Regions from separate parts of the Mus musculus genome. Here regions 1 and 2 are each linked to region 3. Evidence: chromatin contacts called from public Micro-C and promoter capture Hi-C data. All regions are on one chromosome and are shown on one strand. The core of a region is the stretch at or near the end of the contact, and the rest is flanking DNA. Distances in the headings are between cores, read along the strand shown.

What was found. Promoter capture Hi-C pulls out the DNA fragments that hold promoters and counts their contacts. A called contact is a pair of places that touch in the nucleus more often than the background predicts.
Region 1: a promoter capture Hi-C map of neural stem cells shows a contact between it and region 3. The contact joins the enhancer-like site here to the promoter of Isl1 in region 3. A contact is called at or near these places in 9 of 39 promoter capture datasets (the HPC-7 cell line, HPC-7-derived erythroid cells, cranial neural crest and 5 more), 8 of 115 datasets of contacts at active chromatin or transcription factors (craniofacial prominence, embryonic basal ganglia, embryonic forebrain and 5 more) and 2 of 9 other capture datasets (embryonic stem cells and liver).
Region 2: a Micro-C map of embryonic stem cells shows a contact between it and region 3, with 3 times the contacts expected there. The contact joins the promoter of Parp8 here to the promoter of Isl1 in region 3. A contact is called at or near these places in 6 of 39 promoter capture datasets (cranial neural crest and embryonic stem cells), 9 of 484 Hi-C or Micro-C datasets (all in embryonic stem cells) and 4 of 115 datasets of contacts at active chromatin or transcription factors (astrocytes and embryonic stem cells).

Annotation. Positions count from the first base shown.
Region 1 is chr13:115,419,432-115,423,255 of GRCm38.p6, forward strand. No RefSeq gene overlaps it. Among named protein-coding and RNA genes, the nearest start is that of Gm25985, 310 kb to the left of the region's middle. Within about 2 kb of position 2,255, at least 9 of the 459 cell types and tissues checked have an H3K27ac peak or open chromatin away from gene starts, as enhancers often do. A contact at or near this core is called in neural stem cells, where this site is marked.
Region 2 is chr13:117,023,427-117,026,934 of GRCm38.p6, forward strand. Parp8 (poly (ADP-ribose) polymerase family, member 8) reads right to left here and starts at 2,105. Exons shown (of 27, transcript NM_001081009.2): 1 at 1,939-2,105; 2 at 1,750-1,851; 3 at 749-803. The coding sequence starts at 1,840.
Region 3 is chr13:116,308,040-116,311,490 of GRCm38.p6, forward strand. Isl1 (ISL1 transcription factor, LIM/homeodomain) reads right to left here and starts at 1,649. Exons shown (of 6, transcript NM_021459.4): 1 at 1,356-1,649; 2 at 235-424. The coding sequence starts at 1,383. RefSeq lists promoters at 1,446-3,451, 1,448-1,826.

The DNA.
Region 1 (3,824 bases), core at 1,005-3,504, 890 kb before region 3:
ATGCAAAATATGTAATGGTGAACAAACTATTTTCTCATAATTTACTGCCGGGTCTTCTTCTATGCTTTATCTCAGTAAATCATCTTCAAACTTGGCAAATTAGTAATCCAGAAAATGTGAATTTTAAAAACAGTGGTTATAATTTTAAAAAGACCACAGGAGTAGACTGCATCTTTATTACTTTATGTTCATTTTCATTTGGAAATGGTGACCAAAATTGAATAGTCAGTCATAATTTCTTATTGTTACTACATGTAATTCTTAGGGACTAAGTTTCTGAATTTTAAACACACATCATACTTAAGTAAGAGTCTTATGTGTATCTTACCCTCTGATCCGTGCCCAAGAACATAAAGCTTTATAAAAATTAAGTTGCTCTTTACTTAAAAGGCACACATACATGTTTTAATAGTCAGCGTTTACAACTGCAATGGATTCCTCTGTATATAAACCAAGTATTAAATTGATCATTTTGATAATTTAACATGATGAAGACATTTTTTGTCTTAGTTATGTCTTCACTTAGTTCTAAGTTCAACTCCTATCATTTCTCTGAGTATATTTAAACAGAACAATTAACTTATTAAGAGGCACAGTTTAGGCACAGTGGTGATAGTATCTAGACACAATTTAGGAAGGCTCTCAGAACAACACAGAACAGGTCCATGACTTGACAATTTAAACTTATTTCAGTGTAAATGACGATTGCTAGAGTCAGACAAACTCCTAAAAAAGGAAAAAAAAACCCTTTTATTTAATCATTTTTAAAAACTTTGTTGATCTAAGATGGTCTGAAATTCAAATATATTGGAAATATAAGGTATTTGCACGTTATTGGCTTACTTTTTGTAAAATGAGATTATTTGCTGTAAAGTATTTCAATGAACTAAAACCAACAGTGAGCTTCCCACTACACAATTTTAGAGCTGTTACTTTAAAAAGAGATATTTATATGTTGGCTAAAACTGATGGATGGATCAGTGAACGGATCCCTGTCTATTTCATGGGAATTATCAGCCTTTTGTTCCATTTATATAAAAAGCAACAATTGTTTTTGTCAAGTCATCCTCTAGTAGTTAAAAGTGGGGTGCAGAGTATTTAGCCAGGTGTTTAATCATGACATAGTCTACTTTCTCTTTATATATACATAGATATACATAGTATAGATATATAGATATATCTATATATAAGACAAGAAGGGTGTGGATTCATGTTCAAACATCCAAGCCAGAGGTTAATCTCAGGGGTCTTCTTCTGTCACGTTTCACATTCATTTTATTCCTATTGTTTTCCTTTTTTATTGTTTTGATATAATGTCCCTCACTAGACCTTACTTTGAGGAGACTGGCTGACCTTAGGATCTTTTTATTTTGTCCCATGGCATTGGGGAGGCCAATGTGTGCTGCCAAGCTAGTGGGTTTTCTCTTCCTTTTGGTTATTGTTGTTTAAGACAAATTTTTGGGATGGGAACTGCAGTTTTTGTGTCTTTGTGTTTTAGTGTCAATCAAGCATTTTACATAGTGGGCAGTCTTACCAGCTCTAATAGTACTTTCGAAAATTATTTTCTAGTATCAATTCAAAGCAAGAACAAACACACCTAATGTACTTCTCTCATATTTCCTGACTGCTTAGGAGGAAGCAAATAAATACACAATTTAACCAGTCTCCTATTTGGATTGGTTTCATTATCTTGCTATCATATTTTAATTCTTTATGGGCAACGGTGTTCCAGTATACTAATGTTTAACTTTTCCTTTACCATATCCCATTTAAGTTATTTTTAAAGATTATACACACTATGAGGTTTTGAATAAAACTTTTAGAAAGAGTATATCTGAAATGAGGGGTTTTTACACTACATACTTTTCTTCAGCAATTAGTTTTAATCTTCAATTACACAATTATAATGTAACAAGCATCACAATATAAAGGAAGAACATAAAGTTCAGAGTTCATTGACGTTTTGAGATCTGGATCACTAGCTCTGTGTGAAGCTTGAGAAAATGATCTAACTTGCCACATTCTGGTTTTCTCTAAATAATGAGTAGAGATAATAAAGCTTAACTATTGCAGTGTCTGAGGATTAGAGACAGTGCACACCACACACCCACTCCTTTAACTGCTCTCCAAGCCAACCTTACTGGGAGGGTGGCAATTATTTTCCAATCTAAGCTACTTTTCTGCTGTGCTCCATTTTCCTAGCATGCTGCAAGGTCCTGGCAGATGCCTTTTGTATTTATCTGATGTCACGCTATTCTGCTACAAGACCTTCAGTGTCCTAGTACAGGAAGTTCACTGGACTGCCTGCTGCTGAGGCTGTTGCTATGGTAGCACTTGTTTTCTGAACTGCAGTCACTCTCTTTCTTAATTTTTTTTATATTATATCATGCATTAGATTGCTATCACCAATCTGAAAGTGTTTTCTTGTATTTTTTTAAGACTTATGATAAGGTTGAGCTATTTTATTTTTTTTTAAAGTTTTGATTTCGAATTTGGCAGTTATGTTAGATTGATCTTTTTTGTATTATTTTTATTTTTTTTATTGAAGGATATATCTTGCTTAGAAACCAAGTAAATCAGAAGACAATAAAAGAAATGAGAGACTAATTTTTGCATACCCCCTAGAAATTCCTAATTTCATTAGTGGATTTCTTTACATACATACAAATACATACACATACACACATGCAAGCTTGCACACACACACACACACACACACGCAAAGCTTGCAAACACATGCACACACACACATGCAAGCTTGCACACACATGTGCACACACACATGCAAGCTTGCACACACATGCACACAGAGACACAGACACAGACACACACACACACAGACACACACACACACACACACACACACACACACATGCTTGTAGACTACAACAGTGGTTCTTAGCCTGTGAGTTGGCACCTCTTTGGGGTTGCATTTAAGACATCCTGCACATCAGATATTTACATTATCATTCATATCAGTAGCAAAATTACAGTTCTCAAGTACCCATGAGATCATTTTATGCTTGGGGACGGGGGCGTCCACCACAACACGAGGAACTATGTTAAAGGCTACAGAACTAGGAAGGTTGAGAACCACTGAACTACAGGGCAGTTCAGTGGAACCATACAAGTTTATACACAGTTAAATAAGAAAAGTCCCATACAAATTCAAATTGACGATGAATTATTCTAAAATGAAGTAGAGAAAAATTATAAGCTCCAGAAAATCAGTGAAGGCAAAAGCAGGTGGAGATCCCATGCCTTGTAGGGGTTGTAGGGGTTCTTCTCTATCAAAGATATATATATTTTTTAGAAATATTTGGTATTAATGTGAAATGTCATGTAATCTTTGGGGTCCTCTTTCTAACTACTTCCCCAGGCCCTAGAGGAGTTTACATGAGGCTCATAATTCAAGGCCCAGAGGTTATAAAACTCCAAAATGTGCTAACTGTAGCTCCTATTTCTATTTTTGTCAGATCTGTCCTCATTTTTCAGCCACTGAGAATTTTATTCACTACACGTTGGCTTCAGCTGTGCACCTAAGAGGGCTTGTGATAATCTACACATCCCTCTGACATGTGTTGAAGTTGTGGGTTTGGGAATGTTTGATCTTCCCTTATAATGAGGGTGTGTTTCTACATCACATTTTCACCTCAGGTTTTTCAGCCTAGGCTTGGGATGCCTGTTTTGCTTGGGATGTGTTGATTCATAATCTCCATCAGGATATTGGCAAATTATCAGCAGTTTATTCTTGTCCACTTCACTAGTATATTAGTTACAATTTTTTCAGGACACTTATCCATTTCTTTAGAAGTATGTTTGAA
Region 2 (3,508 bases), core at 855-3,354, 720 kb after region 3:
GTAGCCCCAGCTCTTTTAAACCAGTTGTCTCTAAAAGCAATTGGATAAAGAAAACCCAAACCACAAAAATGAAGAAAGCAAGGTGTAGAAACTTTTGATGCAAATTCTTCTTCCTCCGTTCAAAATTGCCTTTGAGCTGCATCAAAGCCCTGACAATTGACTACTAAAATATGCATCTCTTCCCCCAAAGGAAAAGCCATCCACGCCAGCTTCATATAACTCTCCAAAATCTTTTCTACAACTAAATGTGAAAACCAAAATAACCACTCCTTTGCGGAGGAAAAAAGAAAAACGCCTGGGGAACTGGGAAGACCACGTGTTTATGTCAACCTTCAGGAAAATGGAAAAAAGAGACACGTTGGCAAAATAAGCACTGGTGGCGATCAAACTATTTTGTGACATCTTTTTATGTCTTTCACATATTTCACTCCATGCTCAATGTACCAATTTTGCACGGTGTCGCCTGTGTCAAATCCAGAACGCCTAAAGAGCAATCTACTACTGAAGCAGAACACTATGTGGAGTTCTGCTCATCCTCTGTTAGCTTAAGAAGAAAAAAAAAACTTCAAACATATTTATTTTCCCTCTTCTATATAAAATCGGGAGACAACTGGCGAGGAATGCAGCTAGATAGCAGTCCCAAGATTAAACAAACAAGCAAAAAAATACCCAAACACGGAAGACACCAGGAACAAAGGAAACACAAGCGTGTGAACAGGAAATGAAGCAACTCTATACACATAAATACCTTTTGGGGCCGCCAACGTAGGTGAAAGTAAAGGTGGAGTCTGAGTATCTGAAATCTGAAACGGAAAGTCGTGTTATAAGCCACCCCATGTGTTGTTTTTAACCCCAATTCTGTCTTGAACCTACACTTTTGTGTGAGCCTAGGAGGCCCGATGGGGAGGGAAGCAAAGGCTGGAGAGCTAGGGGCCGCCAGCAGGGTGGTGCAGGAGGGGATGCGGAGCACCCCGTGGGGTGCAGCGGGAGGCCGCCCCCCGCAACAAGTGCCGGGTGCCATGGCAACAGCGGGAAATTCCCAGCCAAGCAGCCGGAAGCAGCCCCTGGCAGGCTTCGGGCTGCGAAGCCCGAACTGCCCTCGGCCTTGGATGGGGGGGTGGGAGGACGGGGAGCAAAGATGGACGCAAAGCGACCCCCAGGTTGGGCCTGCGTAGCTCGGGAACCCCGGGAATCCATCCATCCCTTCCCCGGGGCGGTGTCCTGCGCGCTCGCCGAGGAGCGGGTGCAGCGGAGGGGGCGGGAGCTCGGCCCAGCGCTGCCTTCTCCCGGGGCCTCGGCGCCTGGCGGGAGCAGCGCAGCGCAGCGCAGCGCAGCCGGTCCCTTCCCGGCCGCCGCCGCTCGGCCGATGGCGCAAAGCCGCCGGGCTCTAGCCCGCCCCGCTCGGCCACGGCTGCCGAAGCCGGGAGGCAAAGCTCGGATGCTCTGGGCACCGCCAATGGCTGGAACCCAGCGCCCGGCCCCTGCACTCTGATCGCGCGGGTCCTGCCCCAGGAGCCGGAGACTGCCCTGGCCTGGTGGGGTTTTTTGGGGGGGAGGGGGGTGGCTCGTGCCCCCCTCCTCTTTGGGTTTCAGCTCACGCCGCTGCAGCTATTTCCAAATGCACCCGGAATGGGGACTTGCCGCCCCACACTCCCAAGCTACACGCGTCGCGGTCAGAAATCTGGGCAATGGGGGTAGACAGAGGGGAGGCTGACTCCTGGTCCCAGGATCCGAGAGGCAAGAACTCACCTGCAAACAGGCAGTCTTTCTCGGCTCTTGACTTCTGGATCACGACGTCGATATCCTTCTGAATTCTCTCTTGCCTTGAACACATCCCCATTAAATAAATCCCTGGAAAAGAAGCAGCCGCTATTTCCACTCCACCCCACCCCCCTCGCACGCTTCCAGCTTTCGTAAATATTCAGTTAAAAATGAAACCTCTGGCCGAGGCAGGGGCTGAAGGCGAAGTGGTTTCGGAAGTGATCCCGGGTGAGAGAGGAGGAGGAGGTGGAGGAGGAGGAGGAGGAGGAGGTCGGCTTTGCATTCCCAGATGTGACCGCCCAGCTGCTGCTCGCCGCTGCTGGATTCCAATTTCCTCCTGTTCTGACAATGGATGGTGATGACACGGAGTCTCACTTTCTCCCTCCCCCCCCACCCCCGCCCGGACTGACGGCCGTAGGAAAACGAGGGGCCCGAAGGGGGCCGGGGACCGCTGGAGAGCGATCGGCAGCTGTGGAGCGGCAGGCGCCGGAGAGGGGCGAGCCCCGCTCCGACTCACGCGCGCACACCCCTCGCGGCCCGCACGCCGGCCTTCCCACACCCGCGCACACTCGCGCCCGCGGGCGGCGGCCGTGCCCAGGCTGCTGCAGCGCCGCCCGCCAGCCGCAGACCCTCCCGCACCCGCCGCGGGTCACCGGGCCCGGCTGCGCGCCGCTGGGGCTTTAATAGTATCCGCCATCCGCGCAGGCTGGATTTCCCCACCCCCGACTGCCACTCGAGCCGGGAGCTGAGTGACAGTGTAGGTAGTGAAGACTCCCTGGAGCTCCCAGCCTCTCCCGCACCACCACCACCACCCCTCCTCTTTCCACCACTTTTATGAATTCGACTCCACTTTCAGAAGGAATTATGAGTCATATGGAAACCCAAGCCGGAGTGGCTGGGAGGAAGAAAGAGGGGGAAAAGAAAAAAAAATCTTTACGAATTAAAAATAAAGTGAACAAGTCTTTCCTTGTAATCACATCAGGCAAAGGGAGAAAGGCTGGAGATCACTCTAGGAGGACTCTCCCATTTCCTTATTGCCTTCTTTTTTGGTGGTGAGGTGATGGGGGTTCTTTTATTGTTTTGCTTTGCTTTTGCTTCTCAGGGTGGTTTGTTTGTTTGTTTGTTTGTCCCAGGTTTGAGAAGCTCTTTTGAAAATGAAGCCCTTTCTAGACTCCAAAGACTCTTGTTCTTCCTTTCCAGCTCTGTTCATAAGAAATTGGCCTGAGGGGACTCCCTAAGTCAGGGATACCTGGCTTGGGTCTTATTCAAAACCTCAGCCTTCTGTGGGCTGAGGCAAGGGAAAGTTTCTCCAGCCCTAATACCTTGCGCAACAAGGAAAACCATACTGTCCGCTCTCTATTGCCCTGCTTTAAGCTTATGATGGTTGGTCCACCTTTTCTGCCGCAAGGAACCTGAACCCGCTCCACCAAGCTCTTTTCTTTAGCATCGTTTCTGAGAAGTGTCCCCCAGGCAGACCATAGGTATATTGTTTTGCATTCTAAGACCAAGCAGTGTCTGGAATATAGGAGGTGTTATCAATCATGTTGTCCGGAACCTTTTAATCTTCCCGATAGGAATAGTGAGTAGGGGAAGCTTTTCCTGTGCTGGCAAGCCTGAGTCAGTACCCTGGAGCCTAGGGGCTGAACAGACACGCCCAGAAGAGTATTAGAATTTCAAACCCTTTTCAAGGCAGAGACTGACTGCTGGAAACACTCAGGCTGGAGGCTTATGGTATATATCCAGCCTT
Region 3 (3,451 bases), core at 399-2,898:
AAGAGTCATTAACAAACCTTATCAACAAAAATTTATGAAACACAGCGACACCCCACCCCCCAAAGATATGAAATGAACAACAGTTTAATTTTAAAAACATTTCTTGTACACTGGGCACTCTAAAGTAAACGTTCTCCCTCCCTCTAAAAACAACAAAACAAAACAAAGGCACATCAAATAATAAACAAGGAGAGCCAAGAAATCTCAGAAAATAACCCTGTAAAAATGGCATACCTGATATAATCTCTTTTACAGTAGGTTTTCCCATCCCTAACAAAGCACGTACAGCTTTCGTCCAAATACTGATTACACTCCGCACATTTCAAACATGCTGCATGCCACTCCAAATCCGGAGAAACCCTCAGAATATACTGGTCGTGAATTTGATTGCCGCAACCAACACACAGGGAAATCAGACGTTTTTCTGAAATGAAAATAAATGCATGATTGACTAACCGTTTACTTCCTACAGAGATAAACACACTTTTAGTGTCGTTCTCTTATAGGGTGTATTCTGGAAGAATTTTTTTCTTTCCCTTTTTTTTTTTTTCTTGTTCTTCCCTTAAAGAGTATTGCACTTTGGGATGGTAATTGGAGTGTGCCATCAAAACCTTGACTCGCTTTTTTAAAAAGGGAGGTGGAATATATGTAAAACGCAGATTTGAATAGTCTACATTGTAAGCTTAGCACGCAATCAAACCCGCTCATTTTGTGTTTTCTCCCTCCTCCCTCTTTGCTATAATCATTAGGCAAGATTATGGATAAGTCATGTCAAAGAAAAGGTTTTGACTAGAAGCGTTAAAGCAACGCTGGGATGTCTATATTTTCCGTGAAGCACGTTCTTCAATAGCACGCGGGAATGGATATTGTTAGAAGAGTAGACATCAATACAGTTGTCACTCGCTCTCTTTTGCAAGTCTAATGCTAATTCATATCTGCCGGTGTGGTTTGTGCAGGCAGACCTTTGCTACATAATAACTTCTCCAAGAGCTCCGGAATCCGGAGGAGGAAATCACCGCTAAGCACCGGGCAGGCGGCTAGAGTTTGGGAGGGCACAGAGCATTCAAACACAAGGTATGATCAGTTTCTCAAAGATCGGAATTCACACCAAACATGCAAGCTGCAAGCGTGACAAGAAGAAAACACACACACACACACACACACACACACACACACACACACACACACACACACACACAACAGCAGCAGCAACAACAACAACAAAAGGACCACCTTCTCTTCTGTCTCTCCAGGCAGTGACTACAAATCCAAAGAGCCCTGTCATCGGTGCCTGAGAGAGACCCCCCCACACCACAACAGCACACCAAGCCCCACAAGGTTAAACCGCTTCTTACTTTTTGGTGGATCGCCCATGTCTCCCATATCTGTAAGAGGGAGTAATGTCCACAGTGAAATGGTGGTTGGACAATTGGTGAATAGCCCACAGAGAGGATGCTGGTGCTGTGGCTAGGTGGCAAATAGTGGCCCCCGGGGTTGCCAAAACTGGGGGAAACAGCTGCCCGGCTGCGCCGCGCCCTCGCAGATCTGGGAGTCCGATTTAAGCCGGCGGAGTTGGCAGAGCGGAGGCGCAGCAGCAGCGGCGGACTCGCACGGCTCGGGGCACCTCTCTTCCTTATCTCTTACTCAAACTTCTCAGCTCCAACTCAGCTCCATCGCCATTGGTCTGACGCAGCGCGCGGGGACGTCAGGCGAGCGCCGCGCCCATTGGCTGCGGGGCGCGCGGCGCAGCTGTTCTGATTATCATATTTCAGCCCCGGCGCCTCCGCGCGCCACTGCCCGCTCGGCGAGCCCGCAGGAGAGGATTAAGCCTCCCGAGGCCACGTCGCTCCTTGGGCGCCGGGTGGCCCGGGTCCCCGGCCGCCGCCTCCTTGTCCACCACCCCCTCCCCGCGCCTTCCCGGACGCGCCGCGTCGTGTCCTGGGGTTCCAGCGCCGCGGGCTCCCCGCGGACCTTGGGCTGCGCTGAGCTCGGGGCTCCCTTTTCTGCCGCCCGTGGCGAGTAGCTGGTGGGTAGGTCCTTCCTGTGAAGCGGGTCCCTACCGGGCTCCAGGAAAAGGGGGGCACTTGGAACGGGCCGCTTTCCTTCACTGACTCCCGTGCTGGCGCGCACAGCCCAGGGCTGGCCAATTTCGCTGCCTGCGGGAAGGGCGCATCTGCTGGAGCTAGCAGCGCGCTACGCGTTAGGGGACAAACCCGGAGTAGGACGGTTAGACCCAAAAGAAATGGGTTTTTTTATGACTTCGTTTTTGTGTTCTTTTTTTTCTTTCTTTCTTTCTTTTCTTTCTTTTTTTCTTTTTCTTGCTACCGTGTTGACCCTGTTACTCCCCAATCTGAGCTCTCCAAAGACTTGGGGTGGGAGGAAAGGGGAGCTTGTCTCCCTAGCGGACAATCGGGTTGGAAACGCAAAGGTCAAACGAAAAGGTAAAACGAATTAACTCCGAGGTTGGTTCCTTTCCTCCCGACCCGTGAGGTCTCCTGTTCAATTTTAAGTCTAGCATGAAAGTGTTCTAATCTAGAGTCAGAGTGCAGGACCCTAAAGTTTACGGGGGTGGGGTGGGGTTGTCCATGTCTGTCTATGGATCTGTTGTCCACTCTTTTTTAAGGCAAAGGTGCACTGGGCCCTTAAACGGCTTGGTAATTATAAGCGCAACTTTACAATATTCTCTAGAGACTTTTAAATCTTTTAGTATGAAGGCGTGAGCAGGGAGGGTCTGTTGCAAAAGAAGAGTGGGGCGCCTACTTCCCTCCCCTGAGGTTAGCTTTCTAATTTGTTTCCTCTGGGGAAGCCATCTGGAGGAGATGTTGGCTGCATCTCACCGGTAACTTTTGCCAATAATTTCTTTCCTGATTCCCCAAAATCTACAGTCTTTCAGAGGCAGTTATTAGGGGACACACAGAATTCCCACACTTCTGCCGGAGCTTCTAGAGGGACTTTGATCAGAGAGAGAGAGAGAGAGAGAGAGAGAGAGAGAGAGAGAGAGAGAGAGAGAGAGAGGCTACAAACAGAATCGTAGAAGGGTTCAGCTTGTTTTTTTTTTTGTTTGTTTGTTTTGTTTTGTTTTGTTTTCCTCTTAGAAGAGCCAGAGGTTAGGGAACTCCTTTTTGTGTTTCTTCCACCAGATCTAAACCATGATAAAACCTGTGAACCCCACCTAGGCCGCAGTGGCCGAGTTAGAAAGCCTGTGACTTTTCAGAGTACACACAGAGAGAAAAGAGGTTAAGAAGCAGGAGTGGGTTTTTCCCCCCTTTCTTGTTTTGCTGTTTTCTTTAAGAAGGCAGATGGGAATCTCTTCCCTTCCTGTTCTTTTTTTTTTTTTAATTATAAATTATTTTGAAGTCCGTGAGCAGGATGGAAAGTTGTGTAGACTCCGGTTAACTTTACCGGTTGGTTGTGTTTTTTCCTTTCAACCCCGGTTTCTGCTCTCTGACAT